Regions from separate parts of the Rattus norvegicus genome. Here regions 2 and 3 are each linked to region 1. A link is a contact called in public Hi-C data. All regions are on one chromosome and are shown on one strand. The core of a region is the stretch at or near the end of the contact, and the rest is flanking DNA. Distances in the headings are between cores, read along the strand shown.

Region 1 (3,044 bases), core at 338-2,837:
TTGTTTTTAGAAATTAGTGTTCTTTTTTTCTGTCTCACATTTCTAGACACAAGAACTGCACTTAGGATACCACATGGAAACTGAACTCAAAGTCCTATGGGGCCTATGCCCATCCAGGCCCTTCAGAGGAGAGCTGCACCCGGGTCAGCACTGAAGCTCAACTGACAACAGCAGCCCCATTACCTAGAATTCAGAACAACAGAAACACCTGTCATTGTTCTCAAAACCAGGGCTGATTCAGGACCACAAGGCAGCTACTGTGTCCATGGTGGCTATAAGCCCTCTGAGGGTCATACACTGGGCTATTCCATTATTGGACATTTAGTGACCATGGTAGTGTTGAATTTACAAAGCTGTGGTATCATTTACCAGAAGCCCAGAGAAATCCAGCAGGCACAGCAGCAATCTGGTGGCCCTTGCTTTTATAGTACAAAACAGTTTGGGAAAAATGCACAGAATCCAAGAGACAAACTCTATAAGGGTTTCCATGTGGTGCTGAAACTGCATAGACTTACAAATGGATTAGTTCAATCAAGAAGTACAAGTTGAAGAAATTAGCTGTGATGGACGTGTTGTACGAGTATTAAAGAGAGAAAAACATGACAGAGCACATGTAACATATGAACCCACAACTTACATACCAGTAAGAGCTTTGCTGCTTTGGAATAGCCATGGAACATGGTGTTCTGAGTACTTACGTATTTACAGAGAAGCTGTAGAACTGGCAACTGGATGGATGTTTGGGTTGCTAGCTTTTTTAAACAAGCTGTGGCAATGTTAGTATTTGTGAATTAATTAGAATAAAACTATTTTCTTTCAAAACAGGTTTTACCCAACCTTTTCAAAAGGTTTTATCCAACTTAATCTTAAATCCATGTACCTAAATGGCTGAACTAAAATCTAACTATGAGACAGTAACAATTTGTGTAACACTCTTAACTGTGGATAAGTATTCCAGCCTTGTAAGTATCTGACAGGAGGTCCCACAGTCAAATACCAGACAAAAGACTCAGTAAGGCTCATAGAGTCCTTATCTAATAGATTTCACAGGGGTCTCAGTTGTCTTCTTATCGATGAAACTGTAAACTTTGATTTTTTAGTTTTAAACAATAACTGTGTACTGTGAGTATAGAAAATGCAGTTATCTATATCTATATGTTGTTTCAAAAGTATTGGATATTTTAAATGAACTTTAAACCATTTCCCAACAAAAGCATCAGATATATATATATATATATATATATATATATATATATATATATATTTAAATTTCTGAAATGTCATTTCTCCGAAACAATCACCTGTTTCCTAAATATACTAATAGCAATTGGATTCTATGCTTATAATCATCCCGTACTATCCCCATTCAGGTTAAGTCCTATTGTACAGGGTCTCCTCTTTCAATCTTGAAAAAGATAGCCTGTACCTTTAATAAGGGAACTGGTGAAAGCTCTCTTTCCAAACTTGTTCCCTGGGTTCCAAGTGACGAAATGAGCTGTAATTTGAGAATCCTGCAACCCTCGGGATATCTTTAGCCAAAGGGAAAGAAAACTCTGCATTCCCACCCGGTCCAGGGGTTGAAATAGTGTCAGAACAGCTTCCCTTAGCTACTAGCTCCATCTCCCTGGAGCCAGAGGAAACTCCGAAGGTGACCACAGAGTCTGCGTCTGGAGCAGCGGGTCCCCACTCGGTGGGTCTGGCTGTCCTGCTGGAAAAGCAAAGGCTCAGGTCCAACCACTCAGTAGAGAGAGGACCAGAGACGCTGAGGAGCCTGGTGCACACCGCTGCTGCACAGAGCCTCATGAAGCCTGTAGGGGAACAGGGATCAGAGAGCAGCAAGCGCTCTGCGCCTAAGGAGGGCGCCTTCACCCGAAGCCGCTGACTCCCGGGGGAACCTCTTTGCTTATTCCTGGACTAAAACGCTTCTCCGAATATCCAGAATGATGTTCACGAAATTGATCTGGATGGGTTTCTTCTGCCACCTGTGTCGAGGCTACTTCGATGGCCCCTTGTACCCAGAAATGTCTAATGGGACTCTGCATCATTACTTCGTGCCTGATGGAGACTACGAGGAGAATGATGACCCCGAGAAATGCCAGCTGCTCTTCAGGGTGAGTGATCGCAGGCGCTGCTCCCAGGGGGAAGGGGGTCAAGCCAGTAGCTTGCTGAGCCTCACTCTTCGAGAGGAGTTCACAGTGCTGGGCCGCCAGGTGGAGGATGCTGGGCGCGTCCTGGAAGGCATCAGCAAAAGCATCTCCTACGACCTGGATGGGGAAGAGAGCTACGGCAAGTACCTGAGGCGGGAGTCCCACCAGATTGGGGATGCCTACTCCAACTCTGACAAGTCCCTCACTGAGCTGGAAAGCAAGTTCAAGCAGGGCCAGGAGCAGGATAGCCGGCAGGAAAGCAGACTCAATGAGGACTTCCTGGGGATGCTGGTCCACACCAGGTCCTTGCTGAAGGAGACACTGGGCATCTCTGTGGGCCTCAGAGACAAATACGAGCTGCTGGCACATACCATCAGGAGCCACGGGACCCGCTTAGGTCGACTGAAAAGCGACTATCTGGAGGGTGGGGGGCAGAAGATGGGCTAATATTTCCATTGTAATTGCTTTATTTTATCCAAATTTGCACTTTCAGAACGCGTCTGAAGTCATCTTTGAAAAAGAATGAAAACTTTAATAAGTTGAGTTATTCTGATTTTGTTTTGGTTCCGTGCATTATTTATGTTATTATTAAGGATTTTTCACGTGCGAAAAGCAATTTTAAACTAATCCCTGGGTTATTTCCTAAAGGGTTTCATAGCTCTAACAGAATCATTTCTTTCGTCCTTATCTAAAGGATGCATTTTGTGTGGAAGGACTGATTAAAGTTCTTCCTCCTGATGATTGTCTGGACATGCGGGGGGTGGGGGGACGAGGTGGGTGACTCTTCTGCATCAGTAGCCTTCTCTTTGGTCTCTGAAGGCTGAGGCGCCTGTTTTTCAGATGAGTCCCAGGTGTGTCACATGCCTGCCAGCCAAGGAAGTTACTTGATTCTCCTTT
Region 2 (3,044 bases), core at 212-2,711, 210 kb before region 1:
GCCTTTGCTCTGATTAAACTTATTTACTCTATTAACTTAAGCCAAATGGCTATTAGGTGTGACCTTTGGCAACTCTTTATACTACAGTTTACTGTAAAGTACAAAATGTGATAATGAAGATTATAATGAAGATAAAGCAAATAAAGTCACCAATACTCATTCATGAATTCTCATAACAATTTAAGAGACTTATAATAAGTCTTACCTTTCCACTTAACAAAACATAATACTGATAATTGATACATGATCTCAGAGTTTTAAATTTCAGAAGGCAGAAAATATAAAAAAAATTAGAAGCCATTTCAGAAGATACACACACATGTGTGCATATACATATATGCACATACATGTATATATATACATATATGTATATATATATATGCACACATCATCCTTTACCATCTCCTAGCATTTGACCTTGCTGGAGAGGCATTCTAGAAATTTTAAAAAGGTAGCCAGACAAAAACTGTAATAGGAAGACATAAAAGATATCTATCAAAAGGATTTTTAATATGAGTTGTCTAGTAAGTTCTGCCAAGATCAGATCTAGAATAAATTAAGTCTGTCCATGGACGCTTGAATAACCTCGACCAAAAGAGTCAGACCCAGATGACAACTTGAACATGGAAGTCAATGCCAATTGGATAAAAAATGAAGGCTGCACAGAGAAGCGAGTAAGTCAGAAGTGTGGAGGTGAGAAACAAGATGGCTTACATGGGTGCTTTATAATGGAATGAAGTTGAAACAGAAGAGGTAGGATCTTCTATGCAGCCAGCAGACAGAGCCATGTAAGGAAGATAGAATTTTTTTTACAACATTCACAATGACAAATCATTGGTTCATTTCAGAAGGAAGAAAATAACATGGTCTGGTATATCTCTTTTGTTCTTTTTGCATTTAATGTTTTTTTACTTATTTACTTTACATCCCACTCGATGCCCTCCTCCTGGTCACCCCCTCACACAATTCTTTCCCTACCCCATTCTCCTCCATTTCTCCTATGAGCAGGTGTTCCCCCTGTATATCCCCCTCCCCCCTGGCACTTCAAGTCTGTGAGGCTAAGCGTTTCCTCTCCCATTGAAGACAGACAAGGCATCCCAGCTAGAAGAACATATCCCACATACAGGCAGCAGCTTTTGGGCTAGCCCTGACTCCAGTTGTTTGGGATCTACATGAAGACAAAGCTGCACATCTGTTACATGTGATCAAGGAAGCCTAGGTCTAGCCTGTATATGTTTTTTGGAGGATGGTTCAGACTCTTAAAGACCCAAGGCTTCCAGTTAGTTGACTCTGTTGTTCTGTTGAAGTCCCTATCCCCTTTGGAGTTTCAATTCTTCCTCCTATTCTTCCATAGAGTCCCCAAGCTCCAGCCACTGTTTGGCTGTAGGCGTCTGTATCTGTCTGAGTCAGCTGCAGACTGACTGGAGCCTCTCAAAGGACAATTTGCTACTGTGTGCTAGTGTAACAGAATGTCATTCATAGTGTTAGGGATCCGTGCTTGCCGATGGGATAGGTCTCAGGTCCTGCCTCTTATTGGTTGGCCATTTCCCCAATCTCACTCCATCCTCTGTGCATGTATTTCTTGTAGATGGAATAAATATTGGGTTGAAAGTTTTTGTGTGGCCTGATGTCTCTATCACTCCACTGGGGTTCCTGCCTGGCCAAGGAAGTAGCCTCTTCAGGTTCCATATCCTCATTGTAGTGAGTTACAGCCAAGGTCACCCCTATTAATTCTTGGGTGCCTCCTTTATCCCAGATCTCATTCTGGAGATGCTCCCACCTTCTCATATCCATAAGTTGCAGATTTCCTTTATTGTAAACCCTTTTGAATGCCACTAGGAAAAAGCATAATCACAGCAGCTAGTTCAAAGGTCCCTGTATCAATACAGTGAGTATACGGCCCTCCACGGCTAGTTCACATTTCTGAGTCTTGACTGTGCTGTGAACTGTGCTATATACTTACTAGTAAATAATTTATCTTGAGGTTTATTTAGTATGAAAATCTGAGGTTAATGAGAACAATCACTCCTTTATTGTTGTTTTTAATACTCTTTCTGCTATTGTTTCTGCTTCTCCATGATTCCCCATGGTCCTTTCATCCTTTAGTTCTCTCTGTCTCCCTCCCTGCCTCCTTCATTTTTATTTTTAACCTGGTTGTTCTCTGGAAGGTTCTGAAAACAAAGAAAGCACCATGCTGCCTTGGAGTGTTTTCTGAGGTACTTCTGCTGACATTGCTTGCTCTGCTCACCTTCATGTTTAGGTGCTTCTTGATCTTTAACCCTCAATTTTCTTCTGTTTTCAAATAGACATCCTTTGGAATGCTTTTCCACTCTGGCAGCTCCAAATAATGGCATGCTCTTGGTGATATTATTTTTTGTGTTTCCTCTTGAGTTCTTGTATCAGAGTTACATTATCAAAGTCACAGGGAGGCAGAAAGGAAGAATGACTCTGTGGAGTGAAAGTGTGAAAGAAGTAGAGGAGGGAACGAAACATAGCTTTATTACTTTTTTCCTTTCCTTTTTCCTGAAATTTTAGGGATGAAGAATTTTTTAACTGATTTTTGCTTGCTGCATAAAAAAAGAACTAACAAGAATAAAAGGAGAAGCACGACTGAAAAGACAAAGGACAAGACCATTTTAGAAAGTCTAACTTGTGTGTATGATTGCCAGGGGAAAGCATGATTCTGTGCCCTCAAGAAAGAAGAACAGGAGGCCTGGTGGTCAGCTGCACAAAACAACTGGCTTTTTAGGAGCTGTGTTAACACTGTAGTTGTTTTTGGAACCTGAAATTTACAGGTACCGGTGACAGTTGGTGAGTACAATACTTTTATGTCATTGAGACATATATTAGATCAGAGCATTTCTGAGAATTTCAAAATTTTAGTAATTCCATTTTTGGTTGTTTTACTAAGAAACCATCCGCCACTGGAAAAAGCAATGCACAGCAACCTGGAGGCCACCTTATATTTTTCTCATATTCTGGAAAATCAAATGAATAGAGGAATATATGTGTTCAATAATTTTTAACTCTAAGACATCTTTATA
Region 3 (3,044 bases), core at 227-2,726, 150 kb after region 1:
GATAGAGGTATTGAGAAAAAAAAATCCATTGTGGAGGTGGTCCCTGGGTAAGAAAATGGAAATTACTGAAGCTATGCTACTTGTCCTCAGCAAATGAGCTTTCAGAGCTTTTTGCATAGACCTGGGTGGGGTTTGCCTGGAGTGCAAGTGATGTTTCCTTTGGCAGAGGAACCCACTGACTGGAAAGTAGGAGCCTTTCAGCGTCTTCTTTAGGCAGGGTCGCCATCTAGTGGCCTAGATAGAATATTAGCCCACGGCTTCTTTTCACAAACTTAGATCCTAAGGACCAAAGGAACAAAGCCTACTGGTGCTCTTTTTCCTCTCTGTGAGGAGAGGGGGATGCGGGGGGCATTGAAAAAGTTCAGTGGTGAAATACAGATGATGGTGGAAAATGGATAAGGGCATAAGAAAAAGAGGGACTGAATGAATGCTACGGGAAACTTCCTAAGAAGAAACAGCATAGAAGCTCACAGGACCAGGAACAAGAGTGTGGGGAAAAGGCCACAGATCAAGTCTAGTGCACATAATTCACTGTCCTGAATGAGTGCCTCCAAGTTGTTAGAGCCCAGCTTGCTTACAGCAGCATGTGGCTTTGAACAAGTTTTCTAGAACCAGAAGGATCTTCAGCCTCTGTCTGGCAGGGGTCCTTTTGGTCACGTGACCCACTGCAGGTCTGGCAAGGGCTATATAAGGGGGACCCCTTATATCTACTTTCAGTGCTTAAAGAACCCCAAGCCCATCCCCATCTCTAAATCCCCTGTTCTGTGACAGCTCCCCATTCTTCTCTTTCCTCATACCTCTGCTTAAAGATTCTCCAGTCTTCCCTGTGTGCTCTACACACTCAGTACCCCTGGCTGTTTGTCCCACCTTTGTCCCTTTGTCTTTGTGCTGTCAGATGTTTTCCTCAACTTATGCTTTCTTTGCTTGGAATGTCTTAATCATACTAAATGCAAACAGCACACTTTTTTTATTTTGAGGGTTTTGTTTTGAGACAGACTTTCACTATGTAGCACTGGCTAGCCTAGAACTTGATATGTAGACCAGGCTGGCCTAGAACTCATAGAGATCCACTTGCTTCTGCCTCCCAGGTGCTGAGCTTAAAGGCCTGTGCCAAAAGCCATCGTGAATCAATAGAGAACAAAAGCATGACTGAGAAGCAGAGAACTGTCTTCGACAGAAAAGGAACAGAGAATGAAAATAGAGAAAGGGGAGGTACAGAAGACGGCAGACAGCAAGTGTTTACTTTCTGGGGCTGTGGCTTTCAGCTTTTATGAGTCTAAGATACACAATGTGTAAGTTTTGGAATGTGCGAGTGAGCATGCGGCAGAACTTTTCCCCGAGAAATGCTAAAACAAGATAACATTGCTTGCTCAAGTGTAAGAACACATTCCACCAACTGATAGGTGAGGCTGTGCTCTCTCTACATGGACTGCAGTCAGCGGTATCTGGGTAATATGCAGCAGTCACCCGGAGGAGCACAGAACAGCCAAAGCTGAGACGAGCTGAACAACAAATAACATAGCGTTGAATCATTATCCAGAGTACAAATACCCATTGATACAGCTGTACCCAAATCACAGCTGAAAACAAGCGTTGCCTACATGGATTATTGGGTGCTGGGTTCTGTTACGAACCTTTTGTCTATGCCAATTATTTCTGCTTCCATGGCACTGTGAGGGAAATGCTACTGTCACCAGCATTCTGCTGATGCAGAGCACGAGACTTATATGAAGGTGCAAGTAGGAAAGGATATCATTATGTACACATTGCCATTACTAGCATAGGAAACTATGTGAGAAGGAGTTACAGGCCATTCCAGGCACTGTCTGGACACCCAAATTTGAGGGCACTGGTGAACTGTTTCAGGGCACATTTAAAACTTCTGATATAGTTGTCTCGATTTTCCACAGTTTAGTATTAAACCATTAATTTTCTGGGCACCAAAATTTGATTTCTTGGGATTTCTGTGCTAAAACCCAATACTGTAATAATTATTTTATTATGCTATAGTTATACAACCATACCAGGATTTCATTTAGAGTCTTGGAAGTTATACAAAGTCTTTCGGCACCCTGAGGGAAATGAATTTGTTAATCTATTAACAATAAGTTAAGTATCTACCCATGCAAGAGACCTGGGACAAACCTGCTCAACGGACAGATACAGCTCAACCTCTCAAGCAGAACACTGCTAGGTCGAACAGTCTGTTCTAAGAATTTGAGCTGCGTCTGCTTCTGAGAAAATAAACATGTGAGAGAACAAGGTGAATTTATTTCCCTTGACCTAAAACAAAGACTGAAACAACAACATCCACGAGGTTTCTGGGACAAAGCAAACTCAAAAGTCCAGCCTCCACCCCCTTCTGCCACCCCTGGTATTAAAACAAAGAATAAAGGCAGTATTGACCTTGGCAGAGAAGACAGCACATGAGGTGGAATTCACTACAATACACTGTTAGTGCCTGAGGATCATGCAAGGCATCACCCAGCAACACCTGGTTTTCAAGCCTTTTGAATGGAGAATTGAGAACTCCCTTCCATATGTGAATGCAAAATTTGCAAAAGCAAAATGATTTACTTAGGGTCACACCCAATAAATGATTAAGACAATATTGATCTATGATCCAAGCCTAGCACTAAAGACCATATCACTTCTTTGTAGAGTGAGAGTCTAGGAGTGATAATTAGGGCAGACTCCTGAGCTCAAATGAAGGCCAGTCCATTAAACCAGGGATGTAGAAATCACATCATGATGGTACAAAAACACACATCCTGTGGGACCTACAACCATGCCAGGAAGTTTGGTAAGGTAGAGCAGGTGGAGACCCGGGGACTCAGTGGACACACACCTGAGTCTTAGGTGACTCCCCGCTCCCTGCCAGACTCCTGACTTGGAACACATGCCATGCTTCTCACATAAAAGAAATGTATCCTATGGTCACATAGACTCAAAACAGAGTCCTCTGTGCTACTGAAGTATTTAGAGGCCTGCAGGGCTTAGCCAATAAGCTTGCCTTCCCAGATATTCCTCCCTGCAAAAGAAAT

Evidence for each region. Hi-C and Micro-C count contacts between places; a contact is called where the count stands out from the background.
Region 2: a contact with region 1 is called in a Hi-C map of Schwann cells, with 2.6 times the contacts expected there. The contact joins the enhancer-like site here to the promoter of Fibin in region 1. A contact is called at or near these places in 8 of 12 Hi-C or Micro-C datasets (the A7r5 cell line, the Rat2 cell line, Schwann cells and 4 more).
Region 3: a contact with region 1 is called in a Hi-C map of liver, with 6 times the contacts expected there. The contact joins the enhancer-like site here to the promoter of Fibin in region 1. A contact is called at or near these places in 6 of 12 Hi-C or Micro-C datasets (the A7r5 cell line, Schwann cells, hepatocytes and 2 more).

The regions. Positions count from the first base shown.
Region 1 is chr3:117,397,787-117,400,830 of GRCr8, reverse strand. Fibin (fin bud initiation factor homolog) reads left to right here and starts at 1,587. Exons shown (of 1, transcript NM_001025042.2): 1 at 1,587-3,044. The coding sequence starts at 1,941. The coding sequence ends at 2,594.
Region 2 is chr3:117,605,143-117,608,186 of GRCr8, reverse strand. No RefSeq gene overlaps it. Among named protein-coding and RNA genes, the nearest start is that of Slc5a12, 27 kb to the left of the region's middle. Within about 2 kb of position 1,461, at least 1 of the 93 cell types and tissues checked has an H3K27ac peak or open chromatin away from gene starts, as enhancers often do. A contact at or near this core is called in Schwann cells, where this site is marked.
Region 3 is chr3:117,248,128-117,251,171 of GRCr8, reverse strand. No RefSeq gene overlaps it. Among named protein-coding and RNA genes, the nearest start is that of Bbox1, 68 kb to the left of the region's middle. Within about 2 kb of position 1,476, at least 5 of the 93 cell types and tissues checked have an H3K27ac peak or open chromatin away from gene starts, as enhancers often do. A contact at or near this core is called in Schwann cells and liver, where this site is marked.